Linked DNA regions of Mus musculus: region 2 is linked to region 1. The links are chromatin contacts, called in public Hi-C maps. All regions are on one chromosome and are shown on one strand. Each heading gives the region's core, a stretch centred on a gene start, on an enhancer-like site or on the middle of the called end of the contact. The rest is flanking DNA. Distances are from core to core; before and after follow the strand shown. Region 1 overlaps Eps8 (epidermal growth factor receptor pathway substrate 8). Region 2 holds the start of Eps8 (epidermal growth factor receptor pathway substrate 8).

Region 1 (6,190 bases), core at 1,294-3,793:
GAACAAATCAGTGAAGCATCCTGCTAAGTCGTGCTCTCTCGTTATCCAGAGAATTGTGGCCAGGGAACTGGGAATCCCAGGATAAATGAGCCCTGGCCAGTGGAAAGTTAGTAGGGTCAGAGAAAGATGGTGACTTGCTCAGCTCTGGGAGGGCGAGCTACACAGCAGTGGATCCGCTTCGTCTGGAATTCATCTTTCAGTGTCCGCAGAGACTACTTCAGTTTGCATTTCCCTCGAAGTCACTGAAGTCCGTGAAGGTCAAGTGTGTTCTCTAAAACGCTGTGAGGTTTTCTTGTAGCCGGCACATACACCTTAGTATCCTCTAGGTCATCTCCAATTACTTATCCTACCTCACAGTGTCAATGTTGTGTAAGCAGCTGATAGGCTGCCTTGGCGGAGGAATAAGGACCAGAAACATTAGTCAGGATGTTGTTTGCAACAATGTACTTTTCAATGTCGTTTGGATCTGTGGGGGGTGGCTGCATCTGAGAAATGGAGCGACAGGCTGGGGGATCATGGGAGAAGACCTGACTGCTGCTCAGCAATGAAGGAAAGGAAAGGACGGAGCCCAAGGCTGTGACATTGGGAATGAACTGTGGCGTTGGGTACGCAGGAGAGACTGGTTTAAGCACTTTTGGAGCAGAGAATTTAAGAGAAGCTACCACAGCTGTTCAGGTGCCTTCGACATGACAAGTCTTAAATGTCAACAAGGAATGCCTGAATTCCTAAAAACTAGAAAACAATGCATTGACTGAAAGTCCCAGAGGGTCCCCTGTGAGGGCCTCCCTCTCACACACGCCCCTGTAAGCTGCAATTTGCTACAGGGTTTCTTTCGCCTGGCAGCTAGCCACTGGGATCAGGCTGAGCTGACCTCCACAGGCTGATGGACTGTTTTGAGAGCCAGCCAGTGGTGATGGAATGGAGCTGCATCCCCAAGGGCCTAAGGTGCCAGAAGAGGGCAACATCCCTTAGTACTTATAGAGCTTAGCCATCTTGGAACTCTGACTTAACACTGAAAATGGAAAACACTAATACTGATGCATTTTGTTTGATGACGGTTTCTCTCTCTCTCTCTCTCTCTCTCTCTCTCTCTCTCTCTCTCTCTCTCTCTCTCTCCCTCCCTCCCTCCCTCCCTCCCTCCCTCCCTCCCTCCCTTCCTTCCTTCCTTCCTCCTTCCCTCTCTGCCTCCCTCCTTTCCTTCTTTTCTTCCTTACCCCGTCCTCTCTTTCTCCCTCCCTTTATTTATTTTAAAACAAGTTATTATATAGCACAGGCTAGTCTCAGACTTACTGTATAGCCGAGGATAGCTTTGAATTCCCGACTTTCCTCTCTCCCCCTCCCAGGTGTTGAAATTTTAGGCATATGCCTTGGCCTGGCCAACTAATTTCATTTGAAAAATATTTCTCTTTATGTTATGTTTGTGAGTATTTACCTGTATATCTGGGTGTGTAGCACAAGCATGCAATGCCTGTGGAGGCCAGGAGAAGGTATAGGATCCCCTGGGATTGGAGTTAGAGATGGTTGTAAATTGTTACATGGGTGGTGGGAACTGAACCTGGGTCCTCTGGAAGAGCAGGCAAGTGCTTTCAATGGTTGAGTCATCTCTTTAGCCTTCTTTCTATCTATCTATCTATCTATCTATCTATCTATCTATCTATCTATCTATCTATCTATCTCTCATCTGTGTGTCTGTCTGTCTGGCATTTATTTGTGTGTGTGTGTGTGTGTGTGTGTGTTTGTGTGTGTGTGTACAGATAGTGTGGTGTGCATGCAGAGGTCAGAGGACAACTCCATGGAGTTGGTTTTTTTCTCACAGCATTATATGAATCCTGGGGACTGAACTCCAGTCTTCAGGCTTGTTCAGCAAGCACGTTTACCCACTGAGCTATCTCACCAGTTCTTTTTTAGCTATGTCTTGTAGTCGGCTTGCTTGGGATGCATGGTGTAGGTGTTCAGGGAGGGAAGTAAGTACCAGTCGTGGGAAAAGTTATTAGTTGTTTTTGTTGGTGGTAACAAATGTGATCACTGTTGTTTTCTGACATTTTCTAAAGATGTGTGCTGCTTCTAATTCCTCTATGACTAGTTAGCCTGTCTAGCCTTTGCTCAGCTCAGCTACTGAGCAGAGCAGGAGGCAGGAGCATTATTCTGTGACTTACTGTCCTTGAGCCCCTTTCAGGGTTACAATGCTGTAGGGTGGGGGCTTCAGGATTTCTATTCTTGTTCTTCACTCTGCTGCCAAGTTCAGAGTCCTGTCAGTTCCACCTTGCCCTTCATCTGCCTCCTGCTTGGGTTTGGGAGTTTACAGAATATAAATCGTTAAAACCCTTTCCCCCCAAATAGGACAAGTGTCTTAATTGAGGTCAGGCTAACACCTAGAGTGACAGAATCTTCCCCCAGTGCCCCGTTGGCACACAGAGAGAACTCACACAGCCAAAGAATGGTGTGAAACTGTGTCCCCAAAGTGTGTCCACTGGGATAAGGCATATGCCCAGTTGGACGCCCAGGGCAGCAGCTCTCTTGCCAACTTCTGGTGTTCTGTTTGGTCTCAGGCCAGATGGCAACATAGCAGCAGGTGGACCATCAACCCAGGCCTTTCTTCTGCCTCCTCAGGGCTAGGATAAAATGCCCAGCTGTCTCTTCCCTTGTAGGAGTGAGCCTGTGCAATCACTAATTGCCCTTACTGTTACTTAATATTTACATAGCTTTGTTGACATTTGTAACTGTAGTACCACTGATATGGATGTATTTGGATTATAAAGGCTTTGAGTTGCTTGGTTAGAGTAAGTGGAACCCATTTACCAGCAAGTCGGCAAGATGAAAGGGCTTCCTGAGTGGGCATGGAGGAGGTGGACAGACCTGTATTAGACTGAACCAGTAGACTGTGATGGTTAGACACACCCTTACTGAGCCTGTATGAATTAAATAGTCTCTGGACCTGTTATCATGCACCTGTTTCCTGACAGTCATGAGACAGGAGCACACAAAAGGCGCTCCCTTGAGTCTAAATGTATCCCCCAAATCTCATAATTCTTAGATGTTTTTGCTTGGATTATATTATTATTACACTGGATTACACTAACGGTATCTATAGCTGGAATACATTGACTTCTGGTCTCACTGTAGTCAGGGACACACGGAAAGTCATCAAGAAGAAATCCTGCCAAAAGAGCCAAGAATGTTAGTGACACAGGGTTCCTTCATGTAGGTCTTGCATCCCCAAGCAGTAGCTTGGGTTTCTGCGATTTGATATAAGTACCATAAGGCTAAGTGCTCTCAGTAAATGGTGGTGTATCCTGCACATCCCCTTTGTCCCATAATGCAGCCCAAATGACACAGCTTCTGTTGCTGTGCCCTTAGGAAGGTGTTGGCTTTTGCCGTCCCTTCCCGTGGGGTCTTATGAAGAAAGGAGATCCAAATTCTAAAGTATTTAAAGCCACCAGGTGCCAACAAATTCAAAAAACAAAAGTGGGAGAGAGGGCCAAACATTAAGGTTTTGGTAAATGGTTATAATTAGCTAATTATCTCTTCTTCTGCATTAATGTCATTATTAACATCACCACTGCTAAGACCATAATCGCTTGGGTCATCACACTTCTTGTAGCCATGCCTGTGAGCTCCTGACTGTGAGGAGGAAATCACACCTCACTGCTGGGATGCAGGGTTTTCTTCTCTTAGAGAATCTGAAACCTCAGCAATGCTCCTGGCTCCACAGCCGTAAATTGCTTTTCTTTTACTACTGGGAGTATTTAGTTCTTGTTCAAAGTGTCAGACCAGGTTATGGGTCCCACTCCACCTGTGGGGGAATTTTAAATGCCCAATTAAGAGTTTCTTTTCTTTTTTTTTTTTAAGTATGTGTATGCCTGTTTTTTTGTTGTTTTGTTTTTTCTGTGTGTTGATCTGTGTACCATGTACATGTGCATGCAATTTCTGAAGAGGCCAGAACAGGGTTATAACTTCCTGGGCCTGGAGTTGTAAGGTGCCACGTGGGTGCTGGGAATAGAATCTGGGTCCTCTGCAAGACCAACCAGCTCTTGATCCTAATTACTCTTAATTACAGCAAGTTCTTAACTACTGAGCCATTTTGCTCCAGGAGCTTCTGTCTAGATAGTTACAGTGGCTGTTGCTGATTGGTTATTGGCCTCCTGTCTGGATCTGGTTCCTGGGTCTCTGTCTTGTTTACTTGATGGAATTCTGAACTGTACTGTAGACCTAGGCAGGTCACGAATTCTGTCTGTTGACTCTTGGTCTTGGCTTAGAAACCTGCCCAGACTCCCTTAGTTCCTTTTGATTTCCTAGGCTTCGCTACCCACTGCCTCCTTCCCCACCAGACACTTCAGATGGAAGCCCTTGAGCCTCAGTTTCTCCAACAGCCATCTTGTCAGTTAGCATCTGCATATTATCTGAACTGGTATTTAAGTGGAATTTTATGGAGTAACACTGAGGAGGGAGAAGGAAAAAACAAAGCATAAGAGAGATTGGTGTGTGTGAGGTTAATCTTCATTGTCAACTTGATGGGATGCACAATCACCATGGAAACACTCCTGGCTATGTCTATGGAGGTGTTTTCAGAATTTTATCTGATCAGAGAAGACTTCTTAGTCTAGGCTGGGGTCCTAGACTGAATAAAGAAGAGAAGATCAAGCTAAGCACCAGCATTCTTCTCCCTTTGCTTCCTGGCTATGGGTGCAGGGTGTCCCGCTGCCTCCTGCTCTCCCTGCCTTGACTTCCGGCAGTGGTAGACTGTGTCACTTTGAACTGTAAGCTGGAAAGAAATCTTTACATCCTAAGTTGCTTCTTGCGAAGTCTTTGTTCATACAAACACACACACACACACACAGACACACACACACACACACATACACACACACACACACAGTATAAAAAGTGGCTGGATTCATGAGACATGTTGTCTCACTTGGACTATGGCTCTGTAACTAGTATCTGAAGATGTGTCTGCATTTAGATAATGTGGGTACATACTTGCTGCATGAGAATGAGGAGGGAGCCTGCACTAATGGGTCTGATGGTTTGATCAGAGGGATGTGGAATGGTTGTCAGTGCATACATTGCTGCAGCCCCACTTATGATCGGCTGAAGAAATGAATAAATATTGGGAAGGCTCGCTCCTTGTTTAAAGATTGAATCTTTTCTCCTCTTCCTGTCTGTTCTTGGAGTGAGCACTCTTATTTAAAAAATGTAGATCTTGGGGAGGGGGGCTGGGATGGAGGGTTCTTGGAGAGGAAATTGGGAAGGGGGATAACATTTGAAATGTAAATATACAAAATAACCAATAAAAACTTTTAAAAGAGCAGGTCTTTTTAAAATATAAGGCACTCGTTTTCTGATTAAAGTCCAGGGTCTGAATTGTTGGATATGATCTGACATATGCCTCTAAAAATTGCTTCAGTGTATAGCTGGCATGCTGACCCATGGATGCTGGAGTCTGCTTCTACTCAATGCCCCTTGAATAGAGGTCATGGTCATAAGTACCCACAGGTGAAATACGGCCATGGGTTCGTTCTTGAGGTTAAGGGGTTATTGCTGCTGGGGCTTCTTCAGTGCCGAACTCCAGGAGGCTTTCTAGGTGGCAGACGCACCTCTGTGTGTGCTTGAGGTTCTGTGCTGTAGCTTGGCCCATTTGATTTATCCATACTTTTTTAAAATTATTATTATTCATTAATTAATTTGAGACAGGGTCTTATGTAGCCCAGTCTGGTCTCACACTAGCTGGTCTTGAACTTCTAATCTAGTTACCTCCACTTCCCAAATGCTGGGATTACAGGCATAGACCACCGTGTCCAGCTGACTGGGTCTGTTTTAGACCATAAAAGAAAATGTTTACTTTCCAAATGTTGACATTATAGGAAAGTAAAAGGTACTTATAACCTGATCCATGATCAAATCAAGGGGGAGCGCTTATCTCCAAGGACAAATGTGAAGTCATTTCACTTTTATGTTTATATCCATCAACTCTTTGAACTTCTTATGGAATCATATCCTACCAGATTATAATGAGAATTGTTTCATATGAAATAGAAATTGTTTTGGGGTGTGTGTGTGTATGTGTGTGTGTGTGTGTGTGTGCGCGCGCGCGCATATATATATGCATTTATGTTTGCCATTGAAGGCAGAGTGTAAAGCCAGGCCGGCTAATCAAGAATGTTTCTGCCAGGTATGAACTAACACTGGA
Region 2 (6,190 bases), core at 1,562-4,061, 37 kb before region 1:
GGAGGAATATTTAAAGAAATTTGAAGAGTACTAAACTCCCCCGATAAAGTTTTGCCATTAAAAATTTACACAATAAGAAAAAAAAAATTTCTGCCATTTCTTTTGTAACTTGAAAAAAAAATGTGTTCTTAGCATTTGTATATTTTGGTAGATGTATACTTCAATGTATTAACTGAGTCCAGTGTTTAGCATATACTACCTCATATATGTGCCATATATTTGTGATGAAATTACTTAAAATCATCTCTTCTATCTATTTTGAAACATTTGAAATGAAACTTTTGGAATGTAGCTTTTATACCCAGCTGTAAGCGCAATCAACACTTGGGATGCTCATCTATTTGATGTATTTCTGTTTATTCTCCTCTACATTTTTTCCATATGCCATTAACAAGTGAGTTTTTTCCTTTTGATCGAAGAGAAGAGCTCTTATAAAGCTTAGGCTAACCTTGAAATTGCTATATAACAAAGGGTGGCTTTGAACTCCTAATCTCTGTGGCTGTGTTTTCTAAGTGCTGCAATTATAGGCATGTGCCAAACATGCCTAACAATAAGTGAGGTCTTCAGTCAATAAAAACATATATGATAGCACTCTAAAGAGCTAAACCAAGCTGTTATGATGGCTCAGCAGGTGACAGAACTTACTACCAATATCCTGAGTTTAGTTCCTGGGACCCACATGGTGTAAGGAGAGAATTAAGAATTGAGTCTGAAAATTTTTCTTCTAATCTTTATAGGCATGCCATGGCACATCTACACACTCACATTCATGCACGCACGAGAGAGAGAGAGAGAGAGAGAGAGAGAGAGAGAGAGAGAGAGAGAGAGAGAGAGAAGAAATAGAAATCTGTTTAAAAAATTTAAACAGGAAAATTTGACATTGAGTCTTAGCAGATTATAATCCAAATTACTCAAATGAAACAAATAAGACCTATACATCAAACTTATAGTTTAAGGTTATGTTGACAGCTAATATTTCTATGAAATTATACCCTAATACAAAGATAAAATTTAAAGGGAAAATTAAGGTTGAACAATATAGAATTACAGAGAGTATTAAGGTCGAACATACAGTTCATGTGAAGTTCACTTTATCCAGGCCTCTTCTGTTTGACTCTAGGCAGTCCACTTGCCAAAAGAAAACCAGATATGGGTTTGGGATGTCTTGCTGGGAGGGTTTCTTGGGTCAAAGGGTCAGTGATGATTTTAGTTTCTTGCCGAGCGTCTCTGTGTGTGTGTGTAATTTCAGAGAAAAAAAAAAAACCCTAAAGCTCATTTGAGTCAGAAAAGAATGGTTTTGACAGATTTCTCTGCCATTTGAGGACCAGTCAAAGGAAAAACATTTTGAGGGCATGTCTCAAAATAACTAGCAGAAGGTTCTGTTGGTTATTTGTTAACCTGCTTCTACTATGTTGGTTATTTGTTAACCTGCTTCTACTATTTCAAGTCTTACAATATCTGTAAGGAGCAAGATTAATTTCATGTCAGTCCTCAGGGTCCATCTTTCCCAGTCTACAGTTGAAGGAGAGTTGATCTGAGTATATAAATCTATGTATGTAAGCTGTGGAGTAGGCAGACCTGGATTTCAATCCTAATGTCACTATTGGCTTTGGCAAAAAGAAAATTCTGAATAACATTTTCCCAATTTTCTAAAGCGGTGATTCATTTTAAGGGTTAGAGATGGTGTAAAGTAAAATTTGTAGCTCCTGGCAGAGATTGTCAATTAACAATCCTAGTTTTCTATACCATCTATCAAAACCAGCTATTTCGAACACTGGACATGCTCAAGTGGATGTCAGTCTGTTGGGAATGTTGGATGGAGGAAGATTCTGGATGAAGGCAGTAGACCGAACTTAATCATAAAACCCATCACTGCCCCCTTTTAGTCTCCATCTTGGCCTGCTAATTCACGGTCTCTTGAATGAGCTTTTGCTTGCCTCGCAAAGCAGGTAGGCCCAGCTATTTAAGCCAAGTTTTGTTTAATAGTCTGCCTTGGCTTCTTTGGAAGTCAATTGCCTTGGAAGTTAGAAGGGCCAGGGTGTCTGGGGGCGTAGCTGTGACAACGGAGGTATTGTAGAAGGTAAGAAAATGCCAGGTTCAGAAGAGAAGACTGGCAGATCCTTATTTTGTGGCTTCAGTGATCGAGCCAAGGAGCACTGAGCAGTGGTGAGTAGTTATTACTGGACTAAAGAGTCTCCCATACTTGAAACTACACCAGACTCTTGGCAGGAGCTCCTATGAAAAATGGGATCCAGGACGCCTGGTGAGACAGGTCTGGGCTTGCTGGCTATATCCAGGGACTGGAGTATTGTAGTCTCTCTAAACCAGTGAAGCCCTTGGGTACCACTTGCATACTGCTTTGGTTGAAGAGAGATGGTACAGGAGCAGACCAATGGACACAGGTCACAGGTCAGAGGCTGGGGAATACCTCTTCTTGGTAGTTGAGTAGGGCAGTAACTCCCAGATTAACACTAGTCATCAGTTGTGTGGCAGGATCTGGCCGCGGTCACCTGAGCGCTCTTTCCGCCTGCGGCATCCCCCCCCCCCCCCCCCCCGGCTGTGCTCTGCAGACCTAGGTCATTTCACTTGAGGAATTGTAGACACCACTCTGAGGCTGGGATCCCGGGTCTCCCCTGCGGGGTGCCGTGCTCGCCTTGTGGGATGAAGCCCTTGAGATTCTATCCAGAGCCCTAGGGTCTACTAGAGACTCAACTGTCCTCAAGATCTTGCAAACGGAGCCCTCTCCCGGCCGCGCGGGGCAACGCGCGTTCCCGGCTCGCTGCTGGGCATGCGCGGCGCGCGCTGGCTGTGTCCGGGAGCGAGCGGCGCGCACACACGGCCCGGGCGGCGGGCGAAGCGGGCTCCCGGGGCGCTGGGCGCAGGGCGCAGGGCGCAGGGCGCGGGGCAAGCCCCAGCGGCGTGTCTGCAGCGGGGCGCGGCGGGCGCTCCAGCTCCGGGATCTTTCTCCCTCCGTCACCTCCCTCGCGTCTAGGGAGGTCGTGGCACTCCCTGAGGAGCGCGGCTGCTCGGAGGGCGGATCCTAGGTAAGAGCCCCCCGAACATCAGTGCGGCTCCCCGGGTGGGATTCCCGCGGCATGGGCTCCCTCTCGCTTTCCCATAAGGGTCTTTGTGAGCCGTCACCGGAGTGGTGCCAGGCTCAGCGGCCGCTGCGGTTCACTTGGACCCTTTGCAACTGGTGTGTCGGCGGCCAGGTGTGCGCGGCGCTGCCGCCCTAGCGCGTCCCCGCGCCCGCTCCGCGCACCCCGAAGCCAGGAGACCCGATCCCCCCGCGGCCTCCTCCGCCCGGGTGGTCGCCGAGGTCCCCCGAGAGACCCCGCGCTCCCCTGGGCTGCGCGGGCGTACCTGAGTTCCGCACACCTGGACTCCCACCCCGCCCTAACGTCTTAGATGCAGGGCTTTCGGAGCGCCTCTCACCCAGCTCAAGTGGGGACCCCTTAGGAAACCTGTTTGAGATGTGGACCCGCCCTGGTATACACCCTCCAGTTGAGGTAGCTCGCTGTGTTTGAATAGTTGTGAATTCTGGATCACTTTCCAACACCATTTTACTTTTAGGAAGATGGCCTCTCTATGGCTGTCAGTAGTGCTTCGGAGGGCTCCACACCCACCGAGAGAGACAGTGAAGGCGCCCCGGGGTCTCATCCCTTCCTTCCTTTCAATGACTACAATACACATGCAAAAATCTTTGCCCGGTTCTCTGAGCCATGTTGTTCAAATCCTCCTCCTGTAGCCCCCAAGTGCTGTTGGCATCTCGCCGGGGCAGGACGCCCTAGGGTTTGGGCTTAAAATCCATAGACATTTGGAGCAGCGAGGCATTAGAAGAGGAGGTCTTCCTGAGCCAGTGTTTCAGCGAATGCATGGCTGCTTTTCTTCTAAAGGTTTCCCTTCTTGCCTCAGACAGTAAGAGAAAGAGACGAAAAAGCGAATAAGATAGTTCAGATCCAACTTGGTTCAGACACGTGTGGGTACTTTGAAGTTTTATTTGGTTTTGCCACTTTGGGGAGGAGGTGGAATTACGATTCCTGGAAGACTTTTTTTATGTTTAAAAAAAATCGTCAAAGTGTCTGTGTTGCGGGCTGTTTCTAATTTCTCGCTCTTGAAAGGATGCCATTCTAAGGCTCCCTGGGTTTTGGAACGGCTGCGCTCATTGTGTAGAATTGTAGATCTTGGGACAGTGAGTCTATTGAAATGAAAGCCAATGACATCTCGCCTCACCTAGTAAAGATTTCCTTCTTGTTTTGTTTTTAAATTGGGGATTGGAGGGTTTGGGGCACGCTGCTGTAGTTCTTAGTTTGCTGGGGTGGGAAATCTGTGAGTGATGAGCTCGCACCACCTGAAAGTTAAGCTTCTCTGTAGACTCATCACATAGCCGGCTGGGTACAGTGAGCCACAAGCTAGTAAGCTTGTGTGTGTAGAAAGCCCTTCCCGCACCATAGGAGACTAAGACTTTGTAAAATTCCGCAAGTCATTCACTTCCTTCATAGCAGGAAAAGAGAGAGAGAGAGAGAGAGAGAGAGAGAGAGAGAGAGGAGAAGAAAGTATCTTTTAAATCCTACTATTCTGAGCCAAGTGTTGCTCTCTGAATTGGGACGTCTACTTTGTAACTTTCACTTTCCAGTGTCATTGAGTATCATTATAATTGGCAAATGATTGTTTTAATCCCCTAACAGGAAACTGGTGTTTAATTTTGAACACTTTGCTTATTTGTGGTCAGAGGCAAAGAGTTCATTTTGTGTGCTCATCCAGCGTTACCCGGATTCAGTGTACACTGGTTCCTTCAACCTTGGCTTCTTTGTAGCCCTGTGACACAGGCTCTGCTCTCTGTTTAAGCATCTTTTCGTTTAGTCCTCTTTCTTCTTCTGAATCTCCTCTTCAGTCACCTGCTTTTATCTTAAAACATAAGTTCGTCTGAGCTAGGTTTGAATAAGAAACTATTAACCCCAGATTCAAACCTCTTTAGTTCCTTAAGTCTTATTGGATGAGTTTTAGCACTAGCTTTGTGTACATTTTCAGTTGGCTTTTCCAAGTTGTACTAGATACATTTGGCCGCTTTGTCTCAGTGCAAAACAACCAGAGGATAGCTTATAAACTTTCAGACATCTGCAGGGGTATCAGAGAGGAAGGGATGGAACTGTAGCCAAAGTGCTATACAGTACATCTCTCCTGGGAATTGCCCCACCAAAGTGTTTGCAGCTGCGGGGAACTGGACTTATTTTTCTTAAGAAACATTGTAGTGGAGTCCTTGCAAACAGTGTGAACTGAGTATTTATAAGAATGTGGGGGTTCTTTAGGTCCACACTGTAGCATCTGCAGTCATTCTCACATACACATCCTAAGTGGGGTCTTAAAAGAGACCATAAGGCCTGGAGAGGTGAATAAAGTGCTTGCCAGTCTAGGATGAGTTCAGAACCTGCGTACCCCAAAAAAAAAGCTGGCGTGCTTCTGCAGACCCAGTGCCGGGGTACAGAGGGTGAATACTAGGGACTTGCTAGCTAGCCAGTCTACCTCAAATGGCAAGCTCCAAAGTCAGCTGTGTACACACACATGCACACACACACACATACACACATGCACACACACACACACACACACACACACACACACATACATGCACACACACTAAATGAATATTGAAAGCAGTCTGTAAGCTATTTATGTGGTTGGTAAATAGTTCAGCAATGGTCGGAGAACTTTGTAGCAACGTCTACTAACATGTTACTATTGACTGCAGTTCAAGGGTCTTATTGGTGAAGTATTGTTAGCCATAGCTCACATTTTGAATATATGTCTTTTCCCCTTTGTTTTTTGGTGATTGAACCCAAGGTCTCAGCACATAGCTCTACCACTGAGCCACACCCCAGGCTTCCTTAGCTTTAATCTAATGCCTGTTTTCTATCTCAGGACCATTAAGTCAGAACACTGGTTACATTTAACGGTTGCAGTTTCTTCTGCTCCAGTTGGCTCTGATCCTTACTTCCTCAGCTTTTCTTTTCTCCTTTCCTTTCCTTTCCTTTCCTTTCCTTTCCTTTCCTTTCCTTTCCTTTCCTTTCCTTTCCTTTCCTTTCCTTTCCTTTCCTTTCCTTTCCTTTCCGTTCCGTTCCGTTCCGTTCCGTTCCTTTCCTTTCCTTTCCTTTTCTTCCCTTCCCCTTCCCCTTCCCCTCCCCCTTCCCCC

Evidence for each region. A called contact is a pair of places that touch in the nucleus more often than the background predicts.
Region 2: a Hi-C map of cerebellum shows a contact between it and region 1, with 1.8 times the contacts expected there. The contact joins the promoter of Eps8 here to the enhancer-like site in region 1. A contact is called at or near these places in 1 of 39 promoter capture datasets (the HPC-7 cell line), 1 of 15 datasets of contacts at CTCF or cohesin (the NIH/3T3 cell line), 12 of 484 Hi-C or Micro-C datasets (Sertoli cells, Th1 cells, bone marrow-derived macrophages and 7 more), 6 of 115 datasets of contacts at active chromatin or transcription factors (embryonic fibroblasts, embryonic stem cells, forebrain and 1 more) and 3 of 9 other capture datasets (adipose tissue, liver and pancreatic islet).

Annotation. Positions count from the first base shown.
Region 1 is chr6:137,608,779-137,614,968 of GRCm38.p6, reverse strand. All of the region lies in intron 1 of Eps8 (epidermal growth factor receptor pathway substrate 8), which reads left to right. Among named protein-coding and RNA genes, the nearest start is that of Eps8, 37 kb to the left of the region's middle. Within about 2 kb of position 2,543, at least 19 of the 459 cell types and tissues checked have an H3K27ac peak or open chromatin away from gene starts, as enhancers often do. A contact at or near this core is called in cerebellar granule neurons, cerebellum and heart atrium, where this site is marked.
Region 2 is chr6:137,645,906-137,652,095 of GRCm38.p6, reverse strand. It overlaps Eps8 (epidermal growth factor receptor pathway substrate 8), which reads left to right and starts at 2,811. Exons shown (of 22, transcript NM_007945.3): 1 at 2,811-3,044.